2 separate regions of the Lactuca sativa genome follow, and region 1 is linked to region 2. A link is a contact called in public Hi-C data. All regions are on one chromosome and are shown on one strand. The core of a region is the stretch at or near the end of the contact, and the rest is flanking DNA. Distances in the headings are between cores, read along the strand shown. Region 1 holds the start of LOC111893235 (arabinogalactan protein 12). Region 2 holds the start of LOC111893255 (glutamate dehydrogenase B).

Region 1 (6,008 bases), core at 2,442-4,941, 280 kb before region 2:
AGAAGGTGTTTTTAAGTGCTTTGGAGTGTTCTTGGTGCACCTTGGAGAAGAAGGAACTCATTGCAGAAGCGTTGGTTGCATTGGAGCTTGTAGATCTAGACCTTGTTCACCTTTATCTTTCTTATGGAGGTATAAAGTTTGAACCTTGATGATGAAATTGTTAGATCTAGATAGTTTTGGGTGTTATGAGATTTTGGTTACTTTAAGTGCATAAAGTTTAGATCTTGAAAGTTTGTGACTTTGTTATGGATAAAGTTGGAAACTTTATCCATCTAAACATCATATTGATTCAGATCTGAGCGTTGAAGACTTGGACTTAATGGATTAAGTTGAAAAAAAGATGCACTTTTGGTCCCTTTGAGACATAAAGACTAGATCTTGTTTGTTGGGACCATTCTAATGGATAAAGTTGGAAACTTTATCGATTATGGAGCTATTAGGAACCATAAAAATGTGATCTTGGTCCTTCTATCTATTCCATGCAAGAATTGTGATGTCTTAATGGATTAATAAGTTAGGGTTTTTGCTTTTGGACCTTCCCTAGCCATGGAAAGTCATAAAGGTGGAAAATTTATGACTTAAGACAATGTTTTGAAGCTAGATCTGAGTTGGGGTGAAAAGTCCTTAAGGGATTCAGTACTTAAGGAAGGAGTAGGATCATGCCGTGTACACTAGGTGTACTTAACTGCCTTAGACTTTGACTTTTGTTGACTTCCATTGATTGTTGAATTTTTGACTAAGTTTGACCTTGGTCAAACTTGAGGATATTGGGCTATTGATTAAGATGTTATCTATTTCTGGTGTTAGTGGATTCGTGGGAGCAAACAGTACATAAGGTATCATATCGCAGTCTTTCAAGGTTCTTCGATTCAAGTGAGTTTTCCTCACTGTACTCATGGGTCGAAAGCACCAATGCCAACCCATAATGTTATGTATCCTAGTATATAGGATGTTGCTATGCGGTAGTGATATGTAGATCTTCCTGTTTATCTGTATATCTGTTGCATATGTCGACATAGTGTGGTTGGGTTGAGACTATACTGCTTTGTGTTGCCAGTCAGCAAACTCGGCATGGTAAGGTTGAGGCCACGTACCAACAAACCTGGATTGTTGGGTTGAGGCCACGTGCCAACGAACCCAATATGGTTTGGTTGAGACTAGAGGTCAACAAAACCGATATGGTGTGGTTGAGACCACGTGCCAACAAACTCTAGACGGTTGGGTTGAGGTCAAGGACCAACAAACCTGTATACATGTTTGTTGTATATGTTATTTGCTTGTGTGATGGTACTTTGGAGGAACTCACTAAGCTTCGTGCTTACAGTTGTTTGTTATGGTTTCAGGTACTCCAGATGATCGAGAAAAAGCAAATGCGTGATAGTGCACATCCTTCGGATTTTGTGTTATTGGATTTTGGGATACTCTGTTTTACGAACTATACTTTTGAGACAGCATTTTTGTAAACAATTATTGACTTGGGATTGTTTTGGAAAAATTAAAATTTTGCTATGATATTTGGGATGTTACATTCTAATAGCTCTTTCAAGATAAGGGTGGAAATAGGAAATCAACAATAGACAAGCTTAGTTGACGAATCGATAATAAGGGGAGAAGGTTGATAAGGTGATATTGAAGCAGTGAAACTACTTGAAGAAGCTAAAAAGCAGACAAAAAATAAAGTATCCAGATATACCCCATTTACTAGACATCTTAGTTTGAAATGTACAAACCATTTTTGATCAATAATAACTTGTCAACTATCATCACATATATCTTAAATAGATGTTAGATCAACCCTCATCCTCCATAATAAATAAAAAAAACTTTTAGCCACATGTCACACTCTCATTGATTTGGACACATGTCATTTTGTGGTTATTTTCAATTAATTTTTTTCCACATGGCATTTTGTGGTTTTTTTTCATTCTATTAATTTCCACCTAATATTTAAATGAAATAATTACAATAAATGTAATAATAAATGCATATCAATTTTATTAATTGACTTCCTTCTAATTTCAAATTTTCTAAATTAATTTTTCATTAGTTTGCTTTGTTTATTTATCTAAATTATTTTTTAATTTAAAAAAACAAATTAATTTTAATAATTCAAAATTTTCTATTTTTTTCTTATAAATTCAAATTTCTCAAATGTTTAGAATTTCATATTATTTTCTTTAAAATGAACCCATATAATACATGAGTCTTACACTTAGTGAATAACAAATGCAGGTCGCGAACATTAATAAATGTCTTTTATTAGTGGCGGATGTAGAGGTTTGGTAGTGGGGGCACATGCCCCAGTGACTAAATTTTTTTTATATACATATCAATTATTTTAGAATTTACTTACAATTTTTGAAAAGAAAATCAATAGTGCCCCCAATAAAAATAAAAGCTGAAATCGCTACTATCTTTTATTATGAAATTTGTACCGATTGCATGAGTGAGAAGGTAAATTAAATCCTATTGGAGTCGACAACGAAGGTCACATATGATGACATTATTAACATTTGCATGGAAGGCTAGTAATATTAAGACATTTTAAATGAAATTTGATCCATGTGTAGATTTATTTGAGTCTTTTTCTAGAAAAAAGAAAAGCATATTACCGAATGAGAGGAATTGAAATTTAAGGATGTTTCATGTTTGTGGTTATTTTATGAAGTTCTAATAAATATGATTGTTTTTATATATCACAATAAGCACACCAATATATGATCGTCTTAGCGAATAAGTTCACTCCAATCATATTATACATATAATTATTTTGTTAGTTTTGTACAAATTAAACAATTTTTTTGAATATAGAAAATAATATAACTTGTAGGTTTTTTATTTGTTTACTAAAATAACATAAATATATATTTTTAAAAATAACAAAATAAAAGATGGAGTTCATAAATTCAATTGTTTCTAAATGAATGAGTAAGAATTTGATTATTGAAAAAAAAAAACACATTACAAAAAAAACATATGGAATTTGTAAAAATAGGTTTTGTTTTTCAAAAAAAAAATGACAATAAGTAAAGCTCTAATATTAATCATTGTTAATGTACCAATGGTGCTAAAATCAAATTTGATGTACAAAATAATATTGTGTTGGAATCCTTATATTTGTTCACAACAGTGCGAATCATTTTACAGAAATCAGAAATTTCAAATCTACAAGAAAAATATTTATTTAACTACAGTCACCGAAAATGCATTATGTTCAAGAATATTACAATAGCAACATCACAATTTAACACAAAATGAGAAGAATTAAACAAAAAAAAAAAAAAAAAACACATTAAATAATGACATTAAAGCATTTTCCCCTTCAATCTCGACAATATATGAGATCGAAGAAGGAAACTCTACATACCATAACTTCAAACAAAATGAATCTCTACATCATATGAAATCGAAGCTCAAATCAATTCAAAACAGAAACCCAAATGAGAGAGCAATGATGGAGGCGACGGCGGTAGGGACGAAAGCGGCGGCGTCGGAGGTCGGAGCAGGGGCCGGAGCCATTTGTGCATTGACGTTTGTCACGGCCGATACGGCCATCAACATTACAACGACGGCGACGAAGAGCTTCATCTTCATTGATTCCATTTCTTCGAAATTGAAGAGTGATATAAAGGAATCGAAGAGAATGTTTGAAGTTATGGAGAAATAGGGAATTTGAGTGATTGATTTAAGGATGGTGGGGTGGGTTAATATAGGAAGAACACGGGCAGGGGTGCCCGTGAGGAGAATAGTGTTAAGAAAGCATGGCCCGGCTGCCCGTTTTGTGACAGGTTGTTCTTGCGATTACAGCTGTTGCCAACGGTTTGATGGTTTTTTCGTGGGCTCCATTTTGTTTCTTCCATTTATCATTTCTTTCACCGCCTTTTTTTTTAAATTGAAAAAAATATATATTTTAGGTATTTGTTTTTGATTTTTTTGTAGGATATATTTGTTACGAATTATAGATATTTTTAGCACGCTGGTGAGATTTTAATAAAAGACAACTAGAAAGATGTTGGTAAAAATAAAAGGAAGCGATTATATAGAGAATCAAGCAAAGGTAATTGCATCAAATATGTTAATTTAAGCTTTTTTAGCTTTAAATTTAATCCAATGGTAAAGTTCAGTTAAATCTCATCTGTCAATTGAAAGAAAGCATTATTTAGATTCGGCTTTCTGTTGTGATGAGTGATGACCATGAAAAAAAGCTACTTGATGGAATGAAGTTGGGGAGGAGAAAAGAAATCAAGCCCAAACCAAGAAGAAAACCAAAGCCTTTTTGTTTTGGATGTGGCAAGAAACAATATTAGATCAACGTTTTTTTTTTTTTTTTTTCTAATATATTTGGATTTCTTACATAGTTAAATTTCATATTCTTGATTATGTTATATTGGACTTTTTCAACTAAAATGCTCAATGATTATTACTTATTAACAGCCACCAACAACAGCCAACATCCAACAAGTTACATAAGACCATTCGGTATACAGTGCACGAGAAGGCTCGTGGTATACGTGGACCACAACTAGAGGTGTTCAAAACCAGATATCCGAAAATTCGGATATCCGAATTTTGGATATCCGAAAATTCGGATAGTGGATTTTTGATATCCGTATTCGTATCCGAAATTTCGGATATCTGAAATTCGAATATCCGAATTTTCGGATATGGATACGGATATTGAATCGGATATCCGAAAATCAAGGTTTGCAAAAAATGAAAGTTTATGCAATTTATGTTTTGTGTTTACTTGGGCACTTGGCAAAAAAATTAACGATACAATTAACTTGGTAACGAAACTAATAAACAAAAAACTAGAGAAACATTTTATTTTCGTATCAATTCATCATCGTTGTGCCATTATGTTATGTGAGTGCTTTTATAACTGACATATATTTTCTTATTGCAAATTGCTTATACATAAAGTGCTACTAGCCTACTAATTTCTAGCATATACTTTTCAAACAAACTACAATCACAATAACAAATTCAAATATATATAAAAGAGAAAGACAAACTACCCGATTATTTGATGACAACTTCTCAAGTCGTTATTAACTTTATAAATAAATTTAACTTAACACCACATTTAACTATGGAGATACCTATGACGAAGATGAACATATTTCATCAAAAAATCTCGATAGTTTTGGCATAAGAAAACATAAAACAAAATATTAGTGAAAATAAGTTACTAAATTCATCAGCATAACACTTTCGATCGAATGTTAACAATCAAACTCGAGACTATATATTACTACTTTCCACTTTTCCATATTAAAATAGTAAATATAATAAGAAAAAAAAAAGATTTGGGATATCGGATATCGGATATCCAAAATATCTGAAAAGTTACAAAATCACTATCCGTATCCGAATCCGAATCCGAAAACACGGATATCCGAAATTTTGGATATTTTCGGATACGGATTTCGGATATTTCGGATACGGATATTTATAAACACCGCTAACCACAACTATGACCACGATCGTGCACACCATCCCGGCCGGTTGTGGTGGATCGTGGTCGTAGTGTTTCATTGTGTGTTCTACTGAATCAAACAGAAATAGCTATTGGTCGATGCTTTGCAACGACTAGTTTCTTTGTAACATATTTTTTTTTTTTTTACCTTTCAAACATATTAAACTGCTATAAATACCACACTTTATATTAAACATATTCACACAATTTCATTTTTCTTTTCTCACAATATCGTACACTTCTTTTGCATTCTTTCAAAACCAATGTCTCCTAAAATAATGAATTGGTCAGAAAATGAAGAAGAAAACTTAGCACAAGTATGGGTAGCGGCTTCAGAAGACCCAGTGATGCCTCCTAATTTCTGGGTAAAAGTTGGAAAGGTTTTCCATGATGTAATGGGTTGCCAAAGTCGTAATCTTAATGAAATATGTTCGAAATATCACGATATGAGGGTTAAATGCCTTGAATTCAATGATATTTATAACTTTGTTATAAACAACTTACACGAAGACGACTCGTTTGCTGTGAC
Region 2 (6,744 bases), core at 2,471-4,970:
TTTTTATAAATGTTTTTCAAGACATGCGATAACTTTTATGAAATGCTATGATCGGTGAACGTTTTATTTCTAATGTTTGCTAAGTATATGTTTTAAAAATGAAAATTTTTGGCTCGTATTTTTGGGACGTTACAAATGTAATCTATTAGCTACGCTAGGGCGTCACCACTTAATCTTTTCTTGTGTGAAAAATAATAATGATTATTGATGTAAGAGATATATTTTACATTCTAGGGAGACTATAATTGGAGATATCATTGTTTCTCATACATAAGTTTCTATAAAAATAGAAAATGTCCTACCTTTGAGTGTGGTTTGAACTATTGATTTACATAATTGATTAGAGACCGTGTGGTGGCGAACCTTCTATTTTCCCTATGATATTTGACGTATGTTATGATTATTGGTGGCAGTGTTTTTATAAAGTTTTTGTAAATTTAAAGGTTTTAAGAATTATATAACTGAGTTTAACAAAATAGCATGTTAGCAATATTCTTTTAAGGAATTTTTATGATTTTAATAATTTATAAGTAGAGGGTGTGCCCTTGCGTTGCTACGGGTCGGGAATTTTTTTTATTGTTTTCTTGTTTGTTTCAGAATTTATAGTACGTGTTTATTTATGGGACAATTTTTTAGAATATACATAATGGACCAAAGTTGACAAAATATATAAACTATGGTGGTTAGATGTTGAAAAATGAAGATTAATATTAGAGAAGGGACCAAAACTATCAAGTTGTAGAAAATATTGTGGCTTACTATAATTAATATTAAATAATGGACCAAAATTGCCAAGTCCTAGAAAGTATTGTAGCCAAATAAGGTAACATAAAAGAATAAGCGACCAATGTAACACTCTGATCCTCAGGTATTAATAATGATATTTTGGTTTGGATTTTTAAGAACCTACTCGGCGAGTTGGCCTCCCTACTCGTCGAGTAGTAGCGGGTTTGTCCGCGAAGTTTAATGACCTACTCGCCGAGTTCATTATGGGACTCGACGAGTAGATGCTGGCAGATGAAACCCTAGATTTCGGGGCCTTGCACCCTATTTAAAGGGTCATTAGCCTCCCCTAGCATCCCCTTTACAACTCTTTTCCTCCCAAAAACCTTGATTTGAGTGTGAGTGTGTTTCTTGGTGATTTTAAGCTTGAATGAGGGATTTGGTGAAGGAAGCACTTGAGGAAACAAAGGGCTCGTGGGGATTCAAGATCTAATTTTATGGAGCACTTTCTGAAGGTATTAAGCTGTTCCTTGGCTCATTTCCACCCAAAACCCTCTTATGTATGGATTCTAAGAAAGGGCTTTTGTGTTTAAGCCAAGATCTGAAGTTGTAACTTCAGATCTGGACTCCTTTTGGCCTTGAGATGCATAAAGTTATCAGTTGAACTTAGCATGTGTCTCCCCTTAAGTGTATGACTCCATTCCAAGCTTAGATTTGCTATTTTAGGGCCTTAAAGCCTTTCATGCACGTAAAGTTTGCAACTTTACGTGGAAAGCATGCCTCAGGAGCCTAGATCTGTAATTTGGAAGCATTGCATGGCTCAAAAGAGTCTGTATGGCTTGAGATCTGATAGGACTCGGCGAGTCACAGGGGGCAACTCGGCGAGTCATATGAAGGCAGGCATGGACTCGATGAGTTGGATGAACAAGTCGACGAGCCTGATGAATAATGCTATGAACTTGACGAGTTGGATGAACAACTCGGCGAGCCGGATGAATATTACCTAGAACTCGACGAGTTGAAGGAACAACTCGGCGAGTCGAGTAAGATTCCTCCAATTGTTGGATGTTCGTAGACATGTCGAGTGGCAAGCAAGGAAACTCGACGAATGACCTTAGACTATCAATCAATACCGTATGAACTCGACGAGTCACCTTGATGACTCGGCGAGTAGATGTTATCCCGGGGAACTCGGCGAGTCACTAGTTGTACTCGGCGAGTTAGGGTCAACATGGACTGTTGACTTGATCTTGGTTGTAGTTGACCAGGATGGACTTTGGGGAAATGACTGGATATTGTATGATACTTTTTAGGCAGTTGAGTGGAGCAGCCCGTGGGGTATATTTGGTCGCAAAGTGTCAGTTCAGCATTCGTGACAGGTGAGTCTTCTCACCATACCTATGGGTCTAAGGCACCAAGGTCGGCCCATTATGTGATTATGATATATGTGTTAGACATTATGTGTTTTGTTATGTGATTGCATGTTTTGCATGAAGACCCCGGGGGAAGTCTGTGGCATCGGATGTAAGACCATGTGGGGTAGCCCATGGTAGTCCTAGGTGAAGACCATGTGGGGTAGCCCATGGCATTGGATGTAAGGCCATGTGGGGGAGCCCATGGCAGTCCTAGGTAAAGACCATGTGGGGTAGCCCATGGCATTTTCAAAGGTTTCATGTATGCATGGCTTACGTGATATGTGTGTAGCTTTTATAGCTAATAGGATATATGATATGTGGTTTGTGTGTGTGGTATGCTCTGGGAAACTCACTAAGCATTTCGCTTACAGGTTGTTGATTGTTTCAGGTACTTCAGAGCCTAAGGGCAAAGACAAGGCGTGATGATGTGGCGTGCACTCTACCTCTCTTTTTGTGTGTTTGCGACTCTCTGATGTTTTCAAAAAGTACAATGAAATTGTAATAATTGTGAATTGGAAAACAAATGGTTTGGAAGTTTATGGATTATGGGATTTGTTTGATTAATTAAAAATGAAAAAAAATCTTGGTAAAAATTAGGTCGTTACAACCAAAAGTGTTAACATCACAAACAATTGTGGCCAAAGTTTGAAGGACAAAACTTTACTATTCTTAAAGGGATGAAATTTGCCTAAGCCATATAGTATTGTGGCATAATTGGAAGGTAAAAAAATAAACACAATTGCAACATCACCCATAATCAAATGACCATTTCTGTCAAAAGGTTAGGAACTTTACTGTTCCTAACTTTCATTTCCTTAATATATGTATATTAATTACTTTAATAACTAACAAACAAACAAAAAACAAACAAATGACACGTATAAGAGGATTATTATAGTTTAGATATTTATAGAATTTAATTAAATCTCTATTCTAATAAATGTATAATTTTAATTTCTTTTTGCCAAGTATCACTCTAATACAACTACCCATTAATATTATGTCATGTGTCATGTAGATATATTAAACAACTCATTTCAAAATTCAAATTTACATTTTCTAATTATATGTTAAATTTGAAGTTATAATAACTTTAAAATTTTGATATATCTTTTAATTAATAATTTATTTAAAAAAATTAATTAATAATTATAAATTTTTATTATGAAAGTTTAATTAAATTTATAATCCGTGATTATCACGGGTTATAAACTAATTAATTATATTGTTTTCATTTGTAATTGGTTATCATTAAATAGAGCTAACTAAGTAACTACTTTAACAACTAACAAAATCAATAAATAAATAAATAACATATAATACAATTGTTATAATTTAAATATTTATATAATTAAATTAAATTAATTACATTATTTTATTTGTATATTGTTTATCATTAAGCAGAGATTATACTTAATAACCTCAACAAGTAATTTTTTTTTTAAATAAAAATAACTCAAATTAATATTTTCTTTAAATACATTATTCAAAGAAAAAATGTTCTATAAATTCTGTTGTCCAACCTTCAAGTTGAAACGAAGAGTAGTTTAGACTTTAGACTTTAGGATGGTCCATGAACTGATGAAAGAGAACATATTCACGTGAAAGATCGATTTGGTGTCAAATTCACCTTGATTGTATCAATTTCGTAACTGCTTTGAGTATCCCTATTTATGTTTTCAATCTTCAACTAATTTAATTTAATCGATTTATTGCGACTCGTCCTTGACGTACTGTTGAATCAGTGGTGGATGATGAGTAGCTTATTCCTGTCGTCATAGTTGGGGCACTCATGTTGCCATCATCAATTTGATAAGCACATATTCTAATTATCTGACATCATTGTTTTCAATTTTGAGAGGTAATTGCTCATGACGAACTTGATTCTAGTTGCTTTATTTATTTCGATTTCCATTTCCATTTTGATTACTTTTAAATGTCATTTCACTGCTATATATACCAGCGAAGTGAGTTGCGGAGTTATCGGAGTGAAGAACAGGTTTTCTTTCTACTGTCGCTCCGACACTCTCCTCTGATCTCCGGCATTTCTTCAGTCGACAATCCGGTAAACTTTACTTCAATTATCAGATTAATATGATCGACATTCAAATTTCAATTCCTTGTTATGTTTTTTATTTTTCCGTTGTTACATTGAATTTGTTGATCGATCATCTGCATGTGAATTGATTTTGTTGAATCTGTAGCTTAATTTAACTTTAGAAACTTGATTGCTACGATAGAGGTAGCATTAATCTGTTCCGGTAGGGTTTTTCCGTTTTCGTTTCTCCTCGTTTGCAGTAGTAAATTGGGGGTTTTGACACCATGAATGTTCCTGTGAACATTCGGGTCGGATTGTGGGTTCAATATTTGGGCTTAAATAAAATACACTTGGGCCAAGTGGGCTTCGATTTCTTTTTCTTAATTGGAGCATTTCTGACCAATTAGTTTTCACCTTTTCATGCATCTACAATTCTACGTCTTAAATCAGATAAAATTCATAATAATTTGGTTCGTTCTGTGTTATTATTATTATTTATTTAGTTTTAAGTCAGAATTGGGAAATAAAAAGTTGCAAATTTTATAAATATATTATTTCCATATAAAAAAAATATCAATGAAGATCATGGACAATCTAGTAACTGATAAATTTTCCCCTTCATTTTCTTTCAAATCACTTATGTTCTTTTTTTTAAGTAAAAAATGTACGAAAATATTCGTAGGATTAATTTTTGCTACAAATTGTTTCTTACATTTCTTTAATTTATGTGTTGTATCACTTAAATAAAATTATCTCTATTTTTTTTGTCCAATTTAAGGAGAGATAATCTTAGATCCAACCATGTGTTCTGATCCGAAAAATCTTCTTAATATCTATAAAGGTGTTAGTCATTAGAGATTCAAATAGAAGTCATGTATTTATTTAATTGCATGTCAAGTTACAATTTAGAGTAAATTACACGAATAGTCCCTATGGTTTAGGGTAATTTGCACGTTTGGTCCCTAACTTATTTTTTTAACTCGGAAGGTCCCTACTGTTTGTTTTTGTTACACACTTGGTCCCTGTTTTACCTAAAAAGACTATTTTTCCCTTGATTTTTTGACTTATTTAAATAAACACACCCCCAATCCCATCCCCTCACCTTACCTTACCTACTTCACCATTTATTCCTATTTAAATAATACTATTTTTACGTAAGATATGGATCAAACGTGTAACAAAAATAAATAGTAGGGACCAAACGCGTAACAAAAACAAATAGTAGCGACCTTTCAAGTTAAAAAAAATTATTTAGGGATCAAACGTGCAAATTACTCCAAACCATAGGGACCATTCGTGTAATTTACTCTACAATTTACACTCAATTTTGTAATTTCATTTTCACTTCTCCAAATGAAGTAAAATATTTTTTAAATCTTCCATTTTATGTACGTGATCTTACCCTTTTTATATTCATCAGCTTGATCTTGTCACATGACGTGTACAATACAACTTCTAATGCATAGAGTACAAATTTTAATACGTTTAATGAAGCATGTACCTCAATGTTGACTAATTGGGTTTTTAACATCGTCACCACTCACCATGTCACATGTTTATCCGAATGTAAAATGACCATTTTGCCCACGGTGGCTAATATCAGTCGTTGAGAGCGAAGAGGATAGCGATGGCTTTTGTAGTTGTGTGAGTTAGCTGGTTTGACTGGATCCATACGCGGCATGTTGACAATGCTTCTCACATTTCCATCCTAATCAAATTAGTGTTTTAAATTATTATGTGTTGTTATAAATTATAAATAATTTATATTTTTAAAAATATTTATTAAGAAAAACACATGGGTCGACAAAGATGTGCAATTTTGAATGTATTGTGGAAACGTGGATCTTACTTCTTCCAGTTTAACATGTTTTCAACATTTTGTATTTTACATTGTCAGGAAAAATGGAAAATACATTTTTTTTTAATATTTGGTTGAAGATATTAATGACATTAACTATCATGTGTCAGTTAATTTTGCTTTTATTAAAAGGATACTTTAGGATCCGATGATCATTCGTCAGAAAAATTTATTTATTTATAAGTATTTATATAATTTAAGCTGCCTTTAATAAAAATAAATGTTATTAAAACAAAAAATTTAATTTGAAGAGGATTTTATGGATAGATGTTGACTTCCCCACCCTAGTCATGACCTGTCCGGACAACTATACATTGCACTATTTCAAATATTAATTAATTTTAAACGCCACATCATTTTCGCATTTATTTTTTCGAGTGTTTAATACACTAATTTTTAAATTTAATATCGATAATCATTTTTTCTCTTTTGCTTAAACAAATGCATAAATTTAACTACATACATTGCACCAAACAATAATCGTTTTTAATTTGGTAACAATTAACATAAACCCCAAATCACAATCTCAATACAAAAATAATGAAAGCTTAAATACATACAATCAAGATCAAAATCAAACCTTTTTTTTATAAAGGTCCAATTTATTACAGAGATACACAAATATATTTTTCCAATTTTATTTCAGAAGAAAAAAAGAAAATTTTGTCCACGTGTACATATGATAAAATAAAGCTGGCTATTGCAGATCT

The links. Hi-C and Micro-C count contacts between places; a contact is called where the count stands out from the background.
Region 1: a contact with region 2 is called in a Hi-C map of leaf, with 7 times the contacts expected there. The contact joins the promoter of LOC111893235 here to the promoter of LOC111893255 in region 2. A contact is called at or near these places in 3 of 4 Hi-C or Micro-C datasets (leaf and seed).

The regions. Positions count from the first base shown.
Region 1 is chr2:138,649,115-138,655,122 of Lsat_Salinas_v11, reverse strand. It overlaps LOC111893235 (arabinogalactan protein 12), which reads right to left and starts at 3,691. Exons shown (of 1, transcript XM_023889303.3): 1 at 3,167-3,691. The coding sequence starts at 3,603. The coding sequence ends at 3,424.
Region 2 is chr2:138,363,773-138,370,516 of Lsat_Salinas_v11, reverse strand. It overlaps LOC111893255 (glutamate dehydrogenase B), which reads left to right and starts at 3,720. Exons shown (of 10, transcript XM_023889321.3): 1 at 3,720-3,999; 2 at 4,102-4,203.